Linked DNA regions of Canis lupus: region 2 is linked to region 1. The links are chromatin contacts, called in public Hi-C maps. All regions are on one chromosome and are shown on one strand. The core of a region is the stretch at or near the end of the contact, and the rest is flanking DNA. Distances in the headings are between cores, read along the strand shown. Region 1 overlaps EDDM13 (epididymal protein 13). Region 2 has its middle 35 kb from the start of ZNF787.

What was found. Hi-C and Micro-C count contacts between places; a contact is called where the count stands out from the background.
Region 2: a Hi-C map of skin fibroblasts shows a contact between it and region 1, with 2.4 times the contacts expected there. The contact joins two enhancer-like sites. A contact is called at or near these places in 6 of 9 Hi-C or Micro-C datasets (amygdala, blood, liver and 1 more).

Annotation. Positions count from the first base shown.
Region 1 is chr1:102,425,394-102,428,807 of UU_Cfam_GSD_1.0, reverse strand. It overlaps EDDM13 (epididymal protein 13), which reads left to right. Exons shown (of 17, transcript XM_038527678.1): 17 at 1-300. The coding sequence ends at 18. Among named protein-coding and RNA genes, the nearest start is that of EDDM13, 29 kb to the left of the region's middle. Within about 2 kb of position 1,342, at least 11 of the 20 cell types and tissues checked have an H3K27ac peak or open chromatin away from gene starts, as enhancers often do.
Region 2 is chr1:102,565,084-102,568,568 of UU_Cfam_GSD_1.0, reverse strand. No RefSeq gene overlaps it. Among named protein-coding and RNA genes, the nearest start is that of ZNF787, 35 kb to the right of the region's middle. Within about 2 kb of position 1,743, at least 5 of the 20 cell types and tissues checked have an H3K27ac peak or open chromatin away from gene starts, as enhancers often do.

The DNA.
Region 1 (3,414 bases), core at 93-2,592:
CCCTGCTGCTCCTTCTAGCAGACCCTGCTCATCTCAGCTCAGCAGTCGCCAGTCCCTCATCTGCCAGGTAGTCTGGCCTCCTCCGGGTCCCAAGAAGCTGGTCTGATCCAGATGACCAGTGTGGAGGGTAACAACATGGGTCCTCTGAGGATGACACTGCGGGAACGTGTCCCTGGGTCTGAGGGTCCGGACAGACCCAGGGGTGTGAGCATCTGCAGGGGTCTCCCCACAACTGCTCTCCATGGCCTTTCTCAACCTCCCCCCATTGTTTCTCTAATTAAACCTACACTAGTTGAAGCAGCTGAGGGCTCAGTTCTTCCATTCATGGGGGGGCAAGGGTGCCAAGAATCATAAATGCCACTTAATTCTAGCGACAACCCTGTAAGGAGCTTCTGTTATGCTGCCCACTTTGTAGGTGAAGAAACTACAGCCTAGAGAGATTGACAGTTTGCCCAAGGTCACACAAATGACAGTGCTGAGGTTTGACTCATTCCAAAGTCTGTTTTGTGTGTGTACAAAGATTCAGGTCTCCTGGGACACCTGGGTAGCTCAGTGGTTCAGCATCTGCCTTTGGCTCAGGTCCTGATCCTGGGGTCCTGGGATCGCATCAGACTCCCTGCAGGGAGCCCGCTTCTCTCTCTGCTTATGTCTGCCTCTTTCTGTGTGTCTCTCATGAATAAATAAATGAAATCTTAAAAATTAAGTCAGCTCCTACTCATAACCCAAGCAAAGTCATGAGCAAGCATGGAAGGACATTTTACAGAACACCTGGCTAGTACCCTTCAAAACTATCGAGATCATGGAAACAAGGAAAGTCTGAGAAATCAGTTAGCTGGGGAGACAGGGCAACTCCTTGCAACATGGCTCCTGCTGGACTCCCGGAATAGAAAAGGACTCCGGATGAGTGGGACAACGTGAATGGCCTGGAGTCCAGTTAATAGCATTGTTCCAACTTGAAGGATTTGTCACAGATGTGCTGAGGTCATAAGAGGTTAACAGTAGGGGAAGCTGGAAGAGGCAGGTGGGCACTCTCCACCTGCAACTTTTCTCCAAACATAAAATTATCGCCTATTTAAAAAGTTCAGAATTAAAACATCCAATTTTTCGGTGGCACTTCCTTGGATGAGCACCTGCCATAACCTCATCCACATCCCCCTCGCTCCTCCCACAAGCCAACCTCACACCTTCCACCCCCTGCTCCGGCGCCTGCTGCCTTCTCGTCCGGCTCGGAGAGTGACGTCACCACGCAAGAGGCGAATCGCGAGCCCGAGGTGTTACCATAGTGACCGCGGACCCGCTCAGCGACGCCCACAGTGAGGACCGAGCCCTGCCACAACTGACCGCCAGGTCGGCGAACAGGTCGACCCCTGTGGCAGGACTTGGCGAGTGAGGGGCCAGGGGAAGGAATCAGGAACGCCTGAGTCGGAGACTTTTCTCATTCCCAGGGGCCCTCTCGTTTCTCTGCCCCTCAGAGACTACAACACCCAGAAATCCCTGGACCTCTTAGGCCGTCCGTCTGGCGGTTGCCCTGGAGACAGCGAGACGCCGGAAGACCGACGCATGAGGCGGGACCAGGCTGGAAGGAGGGTTCCGATTGGCAGAGCCGCCGCACCGGCGGCTTTAAACGACCCGTAGGGCGGTGCGCATTGAGTTGGCCCTGCTCCCAACCTCGGTCCGTGGTGCCCGGAGGTCCGTAGGCCTCGGTCATCCGGAGGGGCGCCGGGTCTGCTCAGGCGGGGCGCTCCCGGCCTGGCTCCTGAGGCCGGAAGTCCGGGCTCGGAAGAAGAGCCTCGGGAGGTGAGTGCGAGCCGCGTTTCCCACACCCCGATTTCCCTTGGGATTCCAAAGCTTCTGGTCACGATCCGCGTGTGATGTCATGGTTCCCCACGGCGAGGAGAGGACAAAGTTGAAGAGGTCGTGGATTCTGACCCGCGCGCCCTCCCATCTAGCCGTTCCCCCTACCCCCCACGCGGGAAGTTTGGCCCCAAACTGTTTCATCCTCTGTGGGCCTCAGTTTCCCCTGTTGTGACATGACCTTTGGAGCCTCTCTACCCCTTACTAGCTCCAACCCCGGAGGAGGTGCGCACTCTGTGCCTCAGTTTCCCCATCTGAATTAGGGATGATGATAGAATTTGAGTTTCTAATGAACCTTTAGACGGTGCCCCGCTCACAGTGACCCCTTAATGTTAGTGTCTGATTGTCATCATCATCATCATCATCTTTTGTTCAGGAATTTGGACAAGTTCTATTCCTCACCCAGGAGACTCAGTATGTTGACCTGAGAAGTGAATGCGGTGGGTTATGAGCGCTAATCTTGCCTCTCAGCACACAACCCATGAGTGTGCTCCCTGAGGGATGCTCTAGGGTTTGGTGGTGAGACGCTGGAATTCCAGAGACCTGCCCTTGTCACGTCCACTGCTCATTGGCCCTGGTCAGTTCTTGTCCTCGATGAGCTCTGAGTTTCCTCCAGTGGAACCTGCCGGGATGGACCTGCAGTTCTAGCTTCTTGTCCAGGCACTACTCTACCTTTGCTGGACCAGCTGTCTGGCAAGACTGCATCATCTGTAGGATAACCAGGGCACCGGTGCTTGGTTGACTTGGAGGTCACTTTCTTTTTTTTTTTTTTTTTTTTATTTATGATAGTCACACAGAGAGAGAGAGAGAGGCAGAGACACAGGCAGAGGGAGAAGCAGGCTCCATGCACCGGGAGCCCGACGTGGGATTCGATCCCGGGTCTCCAGTATCGCGCCCTGGGCCAAAGGCAGGCGCCAAACCGCTGCGCCACCCAGGGATCCCTGGAGGTCACTTTCATTGCAGTCAGAAGATGTGGTGCTCCTGCCTTCACCCCACCTTACCCTCCCTGTAGTATCAAGCATCTTTTTCTTCTTAGTCTCAGATATGCCTTCATTGCTTATTAGTATTAGGTTTTTTAAAGGTATCTAGCGAAATTGGGCCAACCCATGTTTCCCTCACCTTGTCTCTGAAATCAGGGTGTAACCTCATGATCCCTGGAGGGGTAAAGCCTGGCAACTCTGAATCCTGTGGTCAGGAAGTTGGTGGGTTTTTTTGTTTGTTTTCGTTTTCAGGCTTTCGTTTTTCAGTGAAGGAGTAAGTTTATCTGTAGCAGTTCTCATGCTTACCAATCCCTTTATTTCAGGTGGTATCTTTTTTTTTTCACAGTAGTCACTGTTAGGACTATCTTTATGGCAAGTGATATGGAATTTCCATCTGGGACAGTGCAATGAAGTTTCATTTTATTTATTTTTAAATTTTTTTTTATTTTTAAAAGATTTTTAAAATTTATTTATTCATGAGACACAGAGAGAGAGGCAGAGACATAAGCAGAGGGAGAAACAAGCTCCCTGTGGGGATCCTGATTTGGTACTGGATCCTAGGACCCCAGGATCATGCCCT
Region 2 (3,485 bases), core at 494-2,993, 140 kb before region 1:
CCAGATAATGGAATATTCTCAGCACCAGAAAAAAAAAAAAAAAAAAAAAAAGCTATCAAGCCAAGACTTAGAGGAAACTTAAATGCCTTCACTATTCTGTGTGAGGCTAGAATGATAGATACATTATATGTTTGCCAAAACCAGTAGAATATAAATACCAAGAATGGACCCTAATGTAACCTATAGGCTTGGATGATAATGATGTGTCTTGCAGGTTCATCAAAGGTGACAAATGTACCACTCTGGGAGGGGGGATGTTGGTAGTGGAGAAGGCTGTGCATGTGAGCAGGTCAGGCAGTAAGTGGGAAATCTATGCCTTCCACAAATTGTGTGAACCCAAAACTGGGTTCACAGGGATCCCTGTGATCACAACCTAAGCTAAGGCAGACGCTCAACCACTGAGCCACCCAGGTGTCCCAAGAGACTCTTAATCATAGGTAACAAACTGAGGGGTGCTGGAGGGGTGAGGTGTGGGAGATGGGGTAACTGGGTGATGGGCATGAAGGAAGGCACCTGATGGAATAAGCATTGGAGGTTGTATAAGACATGAATCGCTGAACTCTACATCTGAAATCAATAATACATTACATATTAATTGAATTTAAATAAAATTTTAAAATAAAAGATTTTTTTTAAGTTGAAGGGAGAGAGGAGAGACAAAAATCCAGAAAACTTTTTATTAAAAAAAAAAAGAACTTCTATAGCTGTTATGGACTGAATGTCTAGGTCCTCCCCACCCAAATTCAGATGTTGAAACTCCCAATGTGATGGTATTAGGAGGTGGGGTCTTTGGGAGGTGATTAGGATATATGAGGTTATGATGAGGTCATGTACACATTTTATAAAGTGAAATTAATATGGTTTAGGATATTTTGTTCATCTTTTGGTTAAACAATTTTACCAAGTTTTAGAAAATTGGTTAGTTTTGGGTTATGTGCATTTTGCCTCAATAAACCAAACAAGGTCCGTCTAACTCAGACTCATGCATTTAAATGATGTGACATAGGGGCGCCTGGGTGGTTCAGCTGGTTAAGCCTCTGATTCTTGATTTTGGCTCAGGTCATGATCTCAGGGTCGTGATCTCAGGGTCATGAGATCCAACCCCATATCAAGCCCCAGGTTGGGTTCCCCACTCAGCAGGAAGTCTGCTTGATATCTTCTCTCTCCCTCTGACCTCCCTCCCCATCCCCCATCATGCTCTCTCTTGCTCTAAAACAAATAAATCTTTTTTAAAAATCAAAAAATAGGGCAGCCCCAGTGGCTTAGCTGTTTGGTGCCACCTTCAGCCCAGGGCGTGATCCTGGAGACCTGGGATCGAGTCCCATGTCGGGGCTCCCTGCATGGAGCCTGCTTCTCCCTCTGCCTGTGACTCTGCCTCTCTCTCTCTAATAAATAATAAAATCTTTTTTAAAAATCAAAAAATAAATGATGTGACATAAAATAACACTCTACTGCTCTTCATCCTGGAGCCCATCTTTTCATTATTTCACAGACACTGTGCTGTTCTCAAGAATCCAGACAGTGGCAGCAGAGACCAGCGTTTTCCTCGAGGACCCTAGGAAGCCTTGCCAGATTGCGCAGAGCATTTCTGCAGTGTGGAAGCCTATTGTTAAATTGTTCTGAGGGCGCCAGGGTGGCTCACTCCATTAAGCATCAGAGCCTTGGTCTGGCTCAGGTCATGATCTCCCAGTTGTGGGATAGAGCCCACCCTCATACCCCCTACCCAGGCCAGGGCTCCGTGCTCAGCCAGAGTCGGCTTCAGATTCTCTCTTTTCCTCTGCCCCTCCTCGCCTGCTGCCCCTCCCCCCTCTCGCGCAGTGTTCTCTCCCCCTCTCTCTCTTTCTCTCTCTCGCTCTCTCGCTCTCTCCAATAAATAAATAAAAATCAATTGTTCTGGATTTATTCACAGCAGTGATCGCAGCTAAGAAGAAGGAGGAGCCTCTGAGGTCCAGGACAAGAGGGGCAGGATGGAGGAAGCTGCCAAACTAGGTGGAGTTCTGGGCAGTATTTCCACCCCACCGGGAATGATAATGGATCACCAGATCTTGGACCAGTGGATTCACTTAACAGTAACAAAATCTAGCTGCGTCTGTGTGGGGCATGGCAGAACCCAGTGACTGACACCCAGTGTTACTACGTCTCCTTATAAATTTTAGGATATGTCACCTTACCTCTCTGAGGCTGCTTCTCTGTCAAGTGGAAAAACTAGCTCCTGCTTCCTAGTGTCCCTGTGAACATTAGGCAAGATGATACCTAAGAAGCACCAGTTGCACAGTAGGTGCACCTGAAATTGTATCTCCCTAGTATCTCTCAGATAATGGCCATCTCTAAACCCTCACCCATGTGTTCCCTTGATGAGGGAGGAGAAGGCCAATTGAGGGCCAAGCACAAGCTGACACCCCCACAAACCACCCCCCTGGCCCTCAGGGATGTGTGTGACGTTCCTCAGGCACTCCTGGCTGCCCTAAAACTAAGGGAAGAAAAAAAAAAACAAATGGTTAACTCATAGAGATCACTATCCTGTAGGACAAGAGTCTCCATCAGTTTACAAATGTCTTAGTGATTTACAAGAAAAAAAGCATTCTTACCACTAGCCTAACTTCCCATAGAAACCCATAGACTCCATTTCTTGGAGCCCTTACATCACCTGCCTCTCCATAGTGATGTAAGAAACAAAGACAGAAAGGAATGTAAATAAAACTAAATTCCCTTAAAACCTGCAGCCCATTGATAAATACTTGAGATAGGCAGAGTATAACATTCCTCCAGGAAACTCCCGACTGTCTCAATGCCTTATTAGAGGGAAAAACAACCTTCTTTTGATCATAACCAGGCCTCCAGTATCCGGCAAGTCTCTAGCATGTCAAAGTCCTCTTGGACACCTCCTCCATCTCCCAATGTATAATCAGTCACCCCTCACACTTATAACGCAGCTCTTTCAGTCCATGGGTCCTGTCCCTGTGCTTTAATAAAACCACCTTTTTTTTTTGCATCAAAAACCTCTTAGGAGTTCTTTCTTGGTGATTGGCTCTGGACCCCAACATCCCAAACCACATCACCCTTACTGGGGAGGGCAGGCAGAAAGAGTCACTTGGTACACTGTTGAGGACACAATCATCAAACCTCTGAGGGGACGCTGCAGCTGACAAAATTCACACATTCCCCTTCATGCTATTCCTGGATGTCAGGAGAGGAGAAGTGACTTTTGCTGGCACATTGTTATAGCAGAAGACAAGAGACACTCTAACTGAACTACTAGGTAATAAAATGTGAAAATATTGAAAGGAATGAGATGATCTATATAGGCCTCTCTGGAACAATCTTGGATACATAGGTAGGTAGGTAGTAGTGGATAGATAGATGACAGACACATACATACATAGATATATAGATACAAGGATAGATACATAGCTGATAGAAACATAGATACACGGAGTAGATGCATAGGTAGAAAGATATATCATTTATACATACATAGGCAAGTG